Linked DNA regions of Macaca mulatta: region 2 is linked to region 1. A link is a contact called in public Hi-C data. All regions are on one chromosome and are shown on one strand. The core of a region is the stretch at or near the end of the contact, and the rest is flanking DNA. Distances in the headings are between cores, read along the strand shown.

The links. Hi-C and Micro-C count contacts between places; a contact is called where the count stands out from the background.
Region 2: a Hi-C map of liver shows a contact between it and region 1, with 4 times the contacts expected there. The contact joins the promoter of CFAP20 here to the promoter of MMP15 in region 1. A contact is called at or near these places in 5 of 14 Hi-C or Micro-C datasets (cortical neurons, fetal cortex germinal zone, fetal cortical plate and 2 more).

The regions. Positions count from the first base shown.
Region 1 is chr20:53,639,264-53,646,100 of T2T-MMU8v2.0, forward strand. MMP15 (matrix metallopeptidase 15) reads left to right here and starts at 3,573. Exons shown (of 10, transcript XM_001101050.5): 1 at 3,573-4,381. The coding sequence starts at 4,220. LOC144337766 reads right to left here and starts at 4,221. Exons shown (of 3, transcript XM_077984765.1): 1 at 3,512-4,221; 2 at 820-917. The coding sequence starts at 4,221.
Region 2 is chr20:53,744,155-53,751,287 of T2T-MMU8v2.0, forward strand. It overlaps CFAP20 (cilia and flagella associated protein 20), which reads right to left and starts at 4,391. Exons shown (of 6, transcript NM_001194181.1): 1 at 3,975-4,391. The coding sequence starts at 4,058. LOC144338062 (a long non-coding RNA gene) reads right to left here and starts at 1,277. Exons shown (of 2, transcript XR_013411835.1): 1 at 537-1,277; 2 at 36-147.

The sequences.
Region 1 (6,837 bases), core at 2,323-4,822:
TACTTAACTGACACCTGCCCTGTGCCAGGCCCTGAACTGGGCACTTGGTGAACCAGACTAGGTCTGCCCTCTGGGTGCTCACAGCAGGGCTGAACAGGCAGGGAGCACAGAGAAGAATCTGCATCCTCAACATGGCACTTCCCCAAACTTCGGTACTGGCTCTTATTGGGAGGGGGGCAGGTGTGAGGTAAGACCTCCATCAACAAGCCCAGGAAGAGGGATGGGGCCATTCCCCCCAGGGGAGGATGTGGCTGGGGAGTCCGTCTGTGCTGAGGATGGAATTTGAGTGCAGCAACTTTGAGAAATGGGCCAAGATCAATAACCGGCTCCTCAATGGAGAATGGAAGGTGGCAATGGAGGAAGGAAGCAGGAGCCTCGCTGAGGGGGAGGGGTGGGCAGGCTGGGCCTGAGGAGGCTGGCGGCAGGAGCTTGGCGGGCACCCAGACACTGAGTGTGCCTCTGGAGCAGAGTGAGCCCGCTGAGCAAGCGCTCCCGCTGACAGTGCAGAAGCAGCCGGGGCTCTTCCATAAGAGGAGATTCTCCATAAGAGGAGAAACCTCGGAGACAACTCTGGAGACACAGGGAAGACCAGAGCAGGCTGCAGTCCCCGCCAGGCAGGCTGGCCCAAAGAAATGCTCTTGATGAGGATTTTATCACACCAGGGAGAGTACAAAATCAACACATCTGGCCTCGGTGTCCTCAGATGTTCCCCACAGGGCAGGGAAATCATCTCACGCCTGTTTGGCTGATTTCCACCTGGCACTCTCCAGCGCCTCTCCAGACCACCCCAGCTTTGTTTCCAAGGGAGAGGGAAATTACCTTGGCTTGTTTGTTTATTCCTTGTCTTGGCACCAAGAGTCCCAAGGCCTGCTTCACCTTTGATGGTGTGTTGGGTGGGTGCATCGCCTGAGGGGCCCCTGGAGGGGAGAGCTGGAGGAGGGGGTGTCCTGGGCCCAGTTCCAGCCCACAGCTACTTTCCTTCACCGAACAGGAGACCTCCCCTACGACCTCAGAACTCTCCTTTCGCAAACGAGGAAACAAACCCAAAGAGGGGAATAACTTGCTCCGATTGCCCAGTAAATTACAGCTGAGGCAAAAACCCAGGGACCTGGCTTCTGATCCAGAGCTTTTTACAACCCCTCACACCACATCAGGACCTCTAAATGAAACTGCTGTGAAACACCATGTCTGGGCTTTCATTCAAAAGACTAAGAAAAAAAAGGTGTGTGCTGGTGGGCGGGGGTGTCAGGGCATAGATGAAACGATATTGGCAAAATATGGATAAGGTTTAAAGTTCTTGATGGCCGGGCGTGGTGGCTCACGCCTGTAATCCCAGCACTTTGGGAGGCCGAGGCGGGCGGATCACAAGGTCAGGAGATCGAGACCACGGTGAAACCCCGTCTCTACTAAAAATACAAAAAATTAGCCAGGCGCGGTTGTGGGCGCCTGTAGTCCCAGCTACTCGGGAGGCTGAGGCAGGAGAATGGCGTGAACCCGGGAGGCGGAGCTTGCAGTGAGCCGAGATTGCGCCACTGCACTCCAGCCTGGGCGACAGAGCAAGACTCCGTCTCAAAAATAAATAAATAAATAAAGTTCTTGATGGAGGGGCTGGAGTTCACACATCTCAGTCCCACTGACTAGTCCTTTTGGGCTTTGGGTGCTGGCCAGACCCAGTAGAAACCCAGCTATCTTGGGTTGGATGTACATGCAAATCCACCTTGGATTCCCAAAGTACCTATAGGAGCCAGACCCAATAATTGGGAGCTTCAAGATATGGTCACAGGGGATGTCATTTCCTTAAGGCAGGATTGGACCCCAAGAGAGGAACCTCCAACAGAGAGAAAATCACCAGACTTGACTGACCCAGGCCTTTAAGAATGTTGCTCCATTCATTCCTAGGCTCCTCTCACTAATAGCCCCTTAAGCCCCAACTTTTTTTTTTTTTTTTTTTTTTTAAGACAGGGTCTCGCTCTGAGTCAGCTGGGTTGAAGGGCAGCAGCATGATCATAGCTCACTGCAGCCTCAACCTCCTGGGCTCAAGTGATCCTCCCACCTCAGCCTCCCAAGTAGCTGGGCCTACAGATGTACACACGCCTGGCTAATTTTTGTATTCTTTGTAGAGATGGGGTCTTGCCATGTTGCCCAGGTTGGTCTTGAACTCCTGGGCTAAAGCAATTCTGCCGCTTCGGCCTCCCAAAGTGCTGGGATTACAAGCTTGAGCCACTTTTCCTAGCCCCAAACTTTTTTAAATTGGCTAATCGGGACTAAATATCATGAAAGAGTGCAACGTGGTCAGTTAAACAAGGACAGCCCTGTTGTCTGTGTCTGAAGACCACTGCACATTTCCCAAAAGCAAATTTCAAAGTGGAGAATTTAGAAACCCACTTCCCAGATGAGGGATCCTACAGAGAAGTGAGTCCGTGGAAATGATGAAATTGCCCGGTTCCTTTCTCTAAATTCCGACTTCCTTTCCCCAAGGACATCCCAGGAGGGTTCAAATGCGCGCTCTCTAAGGCGCCCTGCCAGGTCTCCTGATTTCCAGTTTCCGGGAGGTGAGGCCGGCTGGGGTGCCCCGCGGGCCTGCTCTAGAGAAAACCGCCCTCAGGTGAGGACAGCTTCCATTTCCGGGTCTGAAGATAAGGAATACGGTCTCCGCCCTCCTGCCTGCCGCCCTCACCCACTGACCACGCCGGTCAGTCTCCAGGGTTGCCCTTGGCCTGGCCCCCGGGTCTCGGTGGACCTTCGACCCGGGCCTCTCAGCTCTGGCCTCCTGCATCCACCCCGCCCCGACCTCAAGCTGCTTCCGGAATAGAATGAACGCCAGCTCATTAAGTTTCGCGGGGAGGTGTGTCCACCCGCCCCGCGCCGCGTCGGGCCGCACTGTCGCACTTCACTCGCACTAGCCAGTGGCCAAAGTGCTTGGGCACCTATTGCGCCAGGCCAAGAACCGGAAGCCTTACCTCGCACTCACTCCAACTCTTTGCCCCACATTCCCGATAAGAACATGGAGACTCGGAGAGATTAATTTGCCCACGTGCAAGCTGCAGCTAATGGGCGGACTCGGAACTTGAACCGTGTCCCTCCTAAACCTGCCCCTTGTCCGCCGCAACGCGCCCTCGACGCGCACAAAACCCTCACTTTGATAATGAGGAAAGTTACTCAATGGCCAGAGACACCCTGTGGCTTTTGAAAAGAGATTTCAGGCTGACAAATTTCCATATATATATATAAAACGACTCTTTGGTCCCTCCCCTAAGACCTCCTTCCCGTCCCCCTCAGCCTCAGTATCACCCCCACCCACCAGGTAGGATCCCTAAGGAGGAGTCTTCATTCCTCCCAGGCAGGGAGACCACGCCTTCCCTGCTTCCTCCCTCCACGGGGGATCGCGTTGGAGGTCACCCCTGTCCCCCAGACGCTGGGTTGAGAGTGACGCGGGGTGGGCTGGAGACGTTTCCCGCCCTCTGGGAAGAGTAAATGGGCCGCCCACCTGCCGGGCCTCGGCCGCCCGCACCTGCTCGTGAGAAGCCGCTGGCTGGGGCACCGCCCCCGGTCCCCGCCCGGGTCCGCGCACTGGGAGCACGCTGGCCCTTTAAGAGCGCGGCGGCCGCGGCGCGCGGGGAGGAGGGCTGGGAGCGCCCGGAGCCGCGCTGAACTCGCCGGGGACGTCGGGCGCCCGCTCCTTGGCTGGCTGGCTGGCTGGTTTGCTCGCTCGCTCTCTCGGGTGGGCTCCCTGCGCCTCCTCCCGGGACTGCGTGGGGACCCGGGCCCGGTCGGGCGCGGCGGCGAGCAGAATCCCTGGGCAGGAGGCACGCGCTCCGGGCAGCGCCCGGCCCCGGGCATGGACAGAGGGAGCTGGGCGCGCAGGGGGCGCCGCGGGACCGGGCGGCCGGAGCGCTGAGCCAGACAAAGGCTCTGGAGTTGCGCTCGCTCTCGGGAGCCGGGCCCCAGGCTCTGGGCGCCAAGGCTGCGGGACCCCGCGGGGGGTAGCTCCGGCCGGCCCCCTTTCCCGCCCGCTGATTCCGAGCTCCCGGACCTGCCCTGCCCGCTTCTCCTCGGGCTTGGGAATTTGCCGAGGCGACCTAGGCGGCTCCAGCGGGGACCGGGAGCCTGAGGTGCGCGGCGCGCCCGCCGGGCCAGGAGCCAGGGAGCGTCGCAAGTTTCCAAGGCGCGTGCGAGGACCCGGCGTGCAGTGTTCCGGGCCGGGCTGGGCGCCGAGAGCATGGGCAGCAACCGGAGCGCGCCCGGACGGCCGGGCTGGACTGGCAGCCTCCTTGGCGACTGGGAGGAGGCGGCGCGGCCGCGACTGCTGCCGCTGCTCCTGGTGCTTCTGGGCTGCCTGGGCCTTGGCGTAGCGGCCGAAGACGCAGAGGTCCATGCCGAGGTAAGACCCCCGCCCTGCCCTTTGGCTGCGGGCTGGGGGCTTAGAGAGGGAGGCGCCACGCCCGCAGCATGAGACGTGGAGGTGGAGGGAGCGGAGACGCGCCCCCTGTTCTGGGCCGTGGCGGGGAAGAAAGGGGACTTGGCAGGCTGCCCCTCCCCAGCTCGCCCTCTGCAGCGCACCTCTTCCCAAACCCTGGAGGGCGCAGGGCTCGCGCCTCCCCGCTACTCCGAGTACAGCCCTGTTCTGGGCACTGAGCCCCCACCCCGGTCCCCCCACATTCAGCCTGTGTCCCGGGAGCCGCTTCCGCCGCCCCCAGCCCTTGCCTCCCCTCCTTCCTTCCCTCCAGGGCAGCCGATTCCTCGAGAGCCCGGCTGGCGCGCAGTGGCGCTCTTTGCGAGTGGGGAGGGGGCTGCTCTCGGGGACAGCCACAGGCGGAGCAGGAGCTGGGCAGCTGGGCAACAGCGCTCCTGCCCAGGTAGCCTCTCGTCTGGGTGATAGCGAGGCGCACACGGCGGGCCGGGATGCGGGGGGGATGGGTGCAAACAGCTGAGGCAGCGGACTCGGGTTGCGGGGGCGCTTTGGCTACTTTCTTGCGCTCTTGCGAGGAAGCCTGGCCACGCCCGGGCGGGGTCCTAAGGACGGACCCTGCCTCCCACAGCGCTTCCTTCCAACAGCCCCCCTACGTCGAAGCCCCGGGTGGGAGAGGGTGGACCCCGCGCCTCTTTTGGCTAGGAGCCCTCTTGGCGTCCCTCCTGGGGCCCCGCTGTGGATGGCTCCCGCGGGTGACCAGGCGCGGCATCCCGGCGTAGAGCCGGGTCCAGCCAGCGCCCCAGCTCCATGGTGTCTCCCGAGCGAGGACACTGAAGGCGCCAGCTCTGTTGCCCCAGAGCAAGAGCAGGGTCCTCTCTTCCCCGACTTCTAAGACCTGCTCCCTGCCCCAGATAGGCGGGGAGAGGATTGGGCCGGGAGTAGGGAGAAAGAACCACCCGGAGCCGCTTCTGCACGGTGCTCAGGCCTTGGTGCCCTTGGGCTGCCCGGGCTGCGGGCCGGAGCGCCGTTTCTATTTGCAGCTGGGCTGGTGCTCCCTCCCTGGCCCACGGCGGCTTTCCCATCTCCCCGGGCTCCCTGGGAGATTTTTCCGATGGAAGCTTGCCCTTCCCCTCCCTACTTTAATAAAAGCATAGAGGAAGGGCAGGGAATTCCTCCTGGGCTCGAGTTACACGTCCCAGCCAGTTCCCCACCTGCTCTGTCCTCCCTCCCTGGCCAGGCCAGGGAGAGCTGCAAGGAGCCAGGCCCTGGCAGGAGGCAGGATAGGAGCCCCGCCCCAACCCAGTCTGGCCACCCTCCCCCACCCCATTCACACAGGCAGGCAGGAGTTTTAGGGGGTTCCTGTTGGTGAGGATTACCCCTCAGCCAGTGACCCAAGTACTGGGCGGAGAGTGCCGTTTGGGCCCACCTGCCACTCTGGGCTGGAGTGCCAAAGAATTTCAAGTCATAATCCCACCCTTGAGTTTCTAATTTACTTAGGGATGGTGTCTGTACATAGGAAGCAGTGATGGAATTTGATGGCTGTGCATTGCTAATGGCACCCTAGCTGGCCAGGAGCTGCTCTGGGGTGCAGGGACCTGTAGTCGGAGGGGGCTTCACTCTCTCTCTCTTCTGCTTTTCCGGTTCCATCTCACCCCTACCCCAGCCCCCCAGTTCAGGGAGTGCCCACAGCTCAGTGCTGCCAGGGAAGAAGCTGTGGTTGCATTATCACAGACCGTGCTCCTGATCTGGAGATTGTGACTGTCCTGGAGCCCTACTCCTGGGGAGACACTTTGGTTGGACCTGGGCAGTGGCTGGAAGAGACCCCGGAAGGTTTAGGAAGCCCTGAATGTTGGCAGCCATGCAGATAGAGGGCTAGAGACAGGTGGAGTATCCCAGCTCCTACAGTTGGCTTTGGGTACAGGCTGCTTCTGGAGTCCCATCAGGTCTGGCCACATGTGGGCCCAAAGAGTCAAATGGCCTCAGCAGCCAGCCCATCTGCCAGGAGGCTGTGGCCTCAGACTCCTGGGCCTGGCCTACACCCTGTGTCGAGCCTCCCTTCCTCAGAGAAGGGCTGGCTCTCTCATTCTCACCCCAGCATCCGCACAGCTTCAGGCCTCCAGCTGGGTCACGGCTGGGACCTTCTCGGAGCAGCTTGGCAGTTGAGCCAAGGCCAGCCCCTCTCCACTTCCTTTCTCCCCTCCCAGGGTGGAAGCCACGGGAGTTTCGCAAGGCTGAGACATCAAGGAACCTGGCATGTGCTAGGAACTGAGAAACACCTGCAACCTGCCAGGCCCTAGCCCACCACTGAGCTGCCCTGCCCTATACCACATTCTCCCTTAGATGTCCGGTCCCAGTCTGTAGTCATTCCGGGCCAGATCCCCACCTGGCTGAGGTGCCCACTGTTGTTCCTGCCCTGCAGGGCTGAG
Region 2 (7,133 bases), core at 3,141-5,640, 110 kb after region 1:
GTTGTTGTTGTTGTTTTCTTTTTTTTTTTTTTTTGAGACGGAGTCTCGCTCTGTCGCCCAGGCTGGAGTGCAGTGGCCGGATCTCAGCTCACTGCAAGCTCCGCCTCCCGGGTTTGCGCCATTCTCCTGCCTCAGCCTCCCGAGTAGCTGGGACTACAGGCGCCCGCCACCTCGCCCGGCTATTTTTTTGTATTTTTTAGTAGAGACGGGGTTTCACTGTGTTAGCCAGGATGGTCTCGATCTCCTGACTTCGTGATCCGCCCGTCTCGGCCTCCCAAGGTGCTGGAATTACAGGCTTGAGCCACCGCGCCCGGCAACTTTTTGTTGTTGTTGTAAGTAGAAGTATGTTCTAAAATTATGATAAGGCCCAGCACGGGAGCTCATGCTTGTAATTCTAGCACTTTGGGAGGCTGAGGCAGGAGGGCTGCTTGAGCATAGGAATTCAAGACCACCTGGGCAACATGGAGAAACCCTGTTCTCTACAGAAATAGAAAAATTAGCGAGGTGTGCTGGTGAGGGCCTGTAGTCCCAGCTACTTGGGAGGTTGAGGTGGGAGGATTGCTTGAGCCCAGGAGATCGAGACTGCAGTGAGCCCTGATGTGCTACCGCGTTCCAGCCTGGACAACAGCAAGACCTTGTCTCAGAAAAATAAAATACAATAAAATAATGATAAAGAGTACAGTAAATACATAAGCCAGTAACATAGTCATTTATCATCAAGTGTTAGGCACCATACATCATTGTATATGCTACACTTTTACATGACTGGTAGTGGAGTAGGTTGGTTTACACCTACTCACAAACACGAGTACTGCATTTGACTTAACGAACAACTATTATGTCACTAAGCGATAGGAATTTTTCAGCTCCATGATAATCTTATGGCACCACTGTCATGTGTAAGGTCTGTCGTTGACCAAAACGCCATCATGTGGTGCATGACTGCATATACTATAACTCTGTTGCTAAGGACTTTACATACAGCTTCACTGAATCTTCATAACCGTGAGAAATAGATGAGAAAACTGAGTGGTTAAGGACGTGGCTAAGGTCACACAACTGGAACACAGCACAGCCAGGATGCAAATCCAAGATGTCTGACCATGCCCTAGCACTGAGGTTCTTAGGCAAGATACTGTTCTTCGCTTAAGGAACCTGCAGTCCAGTGGACGATCTACAATAGAAAACTGCCAGCCACAGGCGTACCCATGAGGCTTAACTCAAATTCCTAATGAAAGGAATGTTTAAGTTGAGATCCGAAGGATGAGATGGAGGGGAGGGGCTGTGAGCTTCAGAGTGTCAAATAAATTGCAGGTGTTACAAACACGAATGAGCAAGCCATCCTCATAAAAAGGGAAGCTTGCAAATTCACTGGTACTGTGAATACAGTGCTCACTTCTACACAGACACAGAGCCTAAACAACAGTCAAACCAAATTTCTCAAGATTCTTCAAAGAAACCAAACAGAAATTCTCTCTATATATACTCAGGAAAGAAAACAGTAAAGTTTTCTGGAAATAAAATAACTATAAATAGGCACCACAGTCAATATATACCTAGTGGCAAAAGTCAAGGCCATGTCTAGCTAAATGTAGACAGTCCTCAACTCCCCACAAACTCTGTCCTTATTACAACTTTGCCTTAGTCCCTGGGAGCAGGAAAAATGTTTTCTCTATCTTCCCAAGTCTACACAAAGCCTGTCACTCAGCTGTCGCTCAATAAATCTTTAATAAGTACATCAATTCCCAGCATTCCCCTTACTGGATTGAATTTCCAGCACTTTCTGAGGACTTATAGCTGAGAAAAAGCACACACGACAAAGCTGAGGGATATGGCCCCAAACTTTTTTTCTTCTCTTTCCTTCCCTTGCCCCAAGAGGCGAACAAAACCTCAGTCCTAAACATTTTTCAATTGAGTCTAAATAAGAGTTAGAAACACAAAATTAACTTTTACCATTGTGAAGATTTTGCTTGAAATGAATGTTCTAAAGGTTTTGCCAAAATGTCTCTTTAATTTACTCCAAGTAACCCTGCCAATGGATTTAACAATGTTTTCACACGTGTTTATGTCATCAGGGTACCATCCAACCTCTAGTGGCGTTGTTAAGGGACACAGTGCACCGTGGTTACTTTGCTTTTATATTCTTGGGTAAACATGTTGACCAGTCAAAAAGCCACATTTGAAAACTAAAACACAGCACACAAGATCAAGCCCAGAAGGGTTAAAATGGAAAACTGATACAAGTTTCCTAACAGAAATTCTGAGGCCTCCCTACTACAGGAATTCTTTGAGCTTTAGTAAGTTCTCTGATCTGCTCTGAAAACCTCTCCTCCTAGGTCAAGTCCCATTCCCGATTTCAATTGCCTTATACTGACACTTTGTTACAATTCAGTTTCCAAATTCCACTGGCACAGAGGGCTCCCCTCTCTTGATGCCTTCTGACAGCCCATAACTGAGTCAAGCGACAGCTGGGAAACCAATCTCCTTACAAAGTTCCCAGGCACCCCGGGCTCTCTTTGTACAGACGCAATTTACAGTTTACGATGCTTTATTCCATTGTGAAAAAAACCATGAAACCAAAAACCTCAGTAAGGCAGCAACATTAAGGAACTGCTGTCCTGTACTCCGGCACTAGCTCTAGCTTGTGGATAGAATCATCTGAAAGAGAAGAGATGGGCAGATTTTACATACACGAAGGCCCAACTTCATTATATTCAGATTTTTCAACTATCTTATGAAAGTAACACTATGAACACACCATCCTCAAAGCTGCCCTCAGAACGCAGAGTTGGTGGTGACAGGCAGAAAGCTGCCCATGTTCTCTCCCAACTTTATGTGGCCCATAGCTCTCATCTGTGGATAAGGGAATACAGAGGCTTGTTCCGAGATAAAATCCAAAATTCTTGGCTTCATTACCAATAAACCCTGCTGAGATTATTCCACATGCATCTCTATAAAAAGCAGCATTCATCATACCCACACTCGACATTCTCCCAGAGAGAAGTACTAAGAATATGACTGAAATTCCACACTGGAGTGCCTCCCGTAACTTATATTCAAGAAATAGTACAGCTGATTGCCTGGGAATTTGCATGAAGAACGAAATACCAAAGTAATAAAATGCAGACCAATTCATAGACAGCTAGATCTTTCTTCACATCTGCAAAAAATAGACTCATCATCTCGTGGGGCCAAACACAGTATCATCTAGTGGATGCCGGAATAAAGATGAGGCCTGTACTTGGCTCTGAGTTTATTAATCCAAACAAGACTTTGACTGTCAGCATTCTGCAGTTTTCCTGATGGAGAAATCAGGCACCGAGGGCATAGTACAGGCAAGTCACAGTGAGTGTGGAGCAGGTGCCAAGGGCCACTGAATTCTGACTTATTTGGGATCAGTGGGAGGAAGGGAGCAAACGAATGAAATTTAAACATCACTGGCTTGGCCGGAGCTTTTCTGTCGGCGCCTCTGTAAGGGTGCCTGAACAAAGGCTCTGTGTCTAGCGCCCAGTACCGTGCCTGGCACAAAACAGGATATCAGTAAATATTTGGAATCCGTGAATAGCAGGTACTTTCATCTGTACATCCACGAAGCTCCCTCAAGTAAGTTCGTGCATTTCATGCTAGGAGATGGGCACCATCAACCCCATTATATTGGTGGGGAAACAGTGGCTCAAAAGAAGGGACTGACCGACCAAGTCAAGTCAGCAGCAAGGGTCGTGGCCCTAACCACACCACAGCTGCAGGACGCTTAGATCCCAGCCACGCCCACCCACATGCACCACCTCACCTCCTCCGCCGCTTACACGACGCCCCCACCTCGCGCCCCAGTCCCGCCAGGCTGAGGACAAGGCACAGCGTCCTCTCCGCCTCTCCCAGGCCCCAATTCGACACAACCATTCCCCGTCCCCAGTCCCCAGACGAGGAGGGGTTGTAGCCCCTCCACCCCGCACCGCCGCCGCCCCCAGCCCGACCTTTTTGTCCCAGATTTGCAGGGGCTTGCTGCCGATGCTGTAGAGGATGGAGAGGAAGCCGCTCTGGAACGTATTTTTGAACATCTCGCCGGCGGCCTTCTCCTAAGCCGCCCCGGAGCCGAGCTAGGCCCAGGAGTAGATACAGGCACCGAGCGGCGAAGGCACAGCAGCAGGCCGGCCCTGTTCCGAAGAAGGGTGGTTGAGCTCCCGGCCTCCGGATCTGCAGTCACTGATGGCCGGACTCGGACGCGGGAACGCTAAGTCCGCGATCTTCAGCTCCTAAGCTGCGAGCTCAGAACGGAAACCACAACAACTACCGCCCGCGCCGCGGTATTTCCCCGCCTTCAATGGAGGCGGAGGGCCGCCCGTTGCTTAAAACGAATCCCTCCGCCCATCTGAGCCCGCCCCTGGGAGCGCGGGGTCCAATCCCGTTACAAGAACCACGGACTTCCGTTTCGTTGCGCTTGTAAGCCCCGCCTGGTCCCGCCTTCTCCTGAGAAAGAGCTCAGTTGTCAAGGAACTATTTTTCTTGCCGTCGTCGCAGAGAGGCCTTTGGAAAAGCGGAAGGGCACGGAGGGTTCGGGCCTTTGTTGGTGGCGCCTGCGTGGTGTCATGGGAACGTGGCGGGGCGGTGAGTGACGTGAGGGGGCGTGACGGCCCGGCCGGTTGGAGTTGCCCGCGCGGGAGAAAAGAGGCTGGGCAGGGAAAGTGGCTTTGAAGAGCTTCTTGGCGTCGGACGGACGCCCAACGAATGCTTGTCCGCCAAGTACAGGATAAGGTTAAAGGGAGCTAACCAATATTGAGCACTAACTGTAATGAGAGCCTAATATACATTCCTGCCTGTCATTATTCACATTGTGGCATGCAGTCAAAGCGACACTCTGAGGAAAATGTATCGCCTTAAATACATTGATTAGAAAATAAGAAAGCCCAGGCCGGGCGCGGTGGCTCACGCCCGAAATCCCAGAGCTTTGGGAGGCCGGGGCAGGGGGATCGCTTGAGTCCAGGAGTTCAAGACCAGCCTGGGCAAAAAAACGAGACCCTTCCTCTACAAAAAAATACAAAAATTAGCCGGGCATGGTGGCGCGCGCCTGTAATTCCAGCTACTTGGGGGTCTGAGGTGGGAGGATCCCTTGAGCCCGGGAGGCAGAGGCTGCAGTGAGCCGAGACCACGCCACTGCACTCCAGTCTGGGCGACAGAGCGAGACCCAGTCTCAAATAAATAAATAAATAATCCTGAACATTAAGATAAAGGCAGAAATTAATAAACAAAATTAAGAAAGTTGAGTTGAACCAACAACTGATTTTTATTATTTATTTATTTATATTTGAGACAGGATCTTGCTCTGTCACCTAGGCTGGAGTGCAGTGGTGCAATCATGGCTCACTGCAGCCTCGACCTCTCCTGCTCAGCCAATCCTCCCACCCCAGCCTCCAGAGTAGCTGACTACAAGTGTAGGGCACCATGCCTCCCTAAGTTTTTTTTTTGTAGAGACAGGGTTGCACTATGTTGCTCAGGCTGGTCTCAAACTCAGGCTGGTCTGCACTCCAGCCTGGGCAACACAGTCTCTGAAGAACAAAAATAAAAATAAATTAATACGGCCGGGCGCGGTGGCTCACGCCTGTAATCTCAGCACTTTGGGAGGCCGAGGCGGGCAGATCACAAGGTCAGGAGATTGAGACCATCCTGGCTAACACGGTGAAACCTCATCTCTTCTAAAAAATACAAAAAAATTTAGCTGGGCGTGGTGGCTGGCGCCTGTAGTCCCAGCTACTCGGGAGGCTGAGGCAGGAGAATGGTGTGAACCTGGAAGGCGGAGCTTGCAGTGAGCCGAAATCGGGCCACTGCACTCCAGCCTGGGTGACAGAGCGAGACTCAGTCTCAGAATTAAACAAACAAACAAACAAACAAACAAATAAATAATAAAAGAGGGAAAAGAAAAGTCCTTTTTTTTTCCCCTCCTGGACTCAAGCGATCCTCCCACCTCAGCCTCCCCAGTAGATGGGGCTACAGGTGCACACACCACACCCAGCTAATTTTTGTATTTTTTGTAGATAGAGGGTTTTGCTATGTTGCCTGGGCTGGTCTCGAACTCCTCGGCTCAAGCAATCCACCTGCCTTGGTCTCCCAAAGTGCTGGGATTACAGGCGTGAGTCACCACGCTCAGCTATCACTATATACTCTGCACTATTGCCTTTATTTCTGATGGGAGGGAAGTTCCATTTTGACTCAGCTTTTTAAAATATATCCTATGAAGAGATTCACCGACTCAGCTTTGATGAGACCCAAATTCTCTGCTTACCTTTACAAATTTTACAAAACCATGTGGACCACTTAAATACATCGCTAAGTCACCTCCCAAGTGCTTGGAAGGGCCAAGCAAGTGAGGGTGCCTGAAGTTTGAGTTTCCTCTGGATGAATATGTCTCCGCTTCTGTCATATCATTCCTTTACTGATACTCTATTCAGTCAGGTTGGTCTTTGCCATTTCCCATAAGTAAGCATTTTCCCACCTAATTTCCTGCCCATACCATTCCCTCCTCCATTTTGTCTGCTTATTCCCAGAAGGCAGGGCTTTCCCTTCAACCCTCTTAAAGTGAGGTAGGCGGCGGGGCGCGGTGGCTCACGCCTGTAATCCCCGCACTTTGGGAGGCTGAGGCAGGCGGATCACCTGAGGTCAGGAGTTCAAGACCAGCCTGACCAACATGGAGGAACCCCATCTTGACTAAAAATACAAAATTAGCTGGGCGTAATGGCACATGTCTGTAATCCCAGATACTCGGGAGGCTGAGGCCGGAGAATCGCTTCAACCCAGGAGGCGGAGGTTTCGGTGAGGCGAGATCGTGCCATTGCACTCCAACATGGGCAACAAGAGCAAAACTCCGTCTCAAAAACAAAACAAAACAAAAAACAGAATGAGGTAGGCTCTCCTTTGTACCCCTCAACCACTGGATCTAGAGGTGGGATGTAGGTCCTCCTTTTTCTTCGTATCTCCTCCCAGACCATTGCCTCTCTCTCATTCCAAAACCCCCCAGCTCCTTTTAAACTCATACCATCAGGCTCCACTACCCACCACCCCTCCCTCATTGCAGCCATCTCAGATCCCTGGGTCATCTCTTGAATATTTAATGCCTGGCCCATTGTCTCTCTCCATGGCTC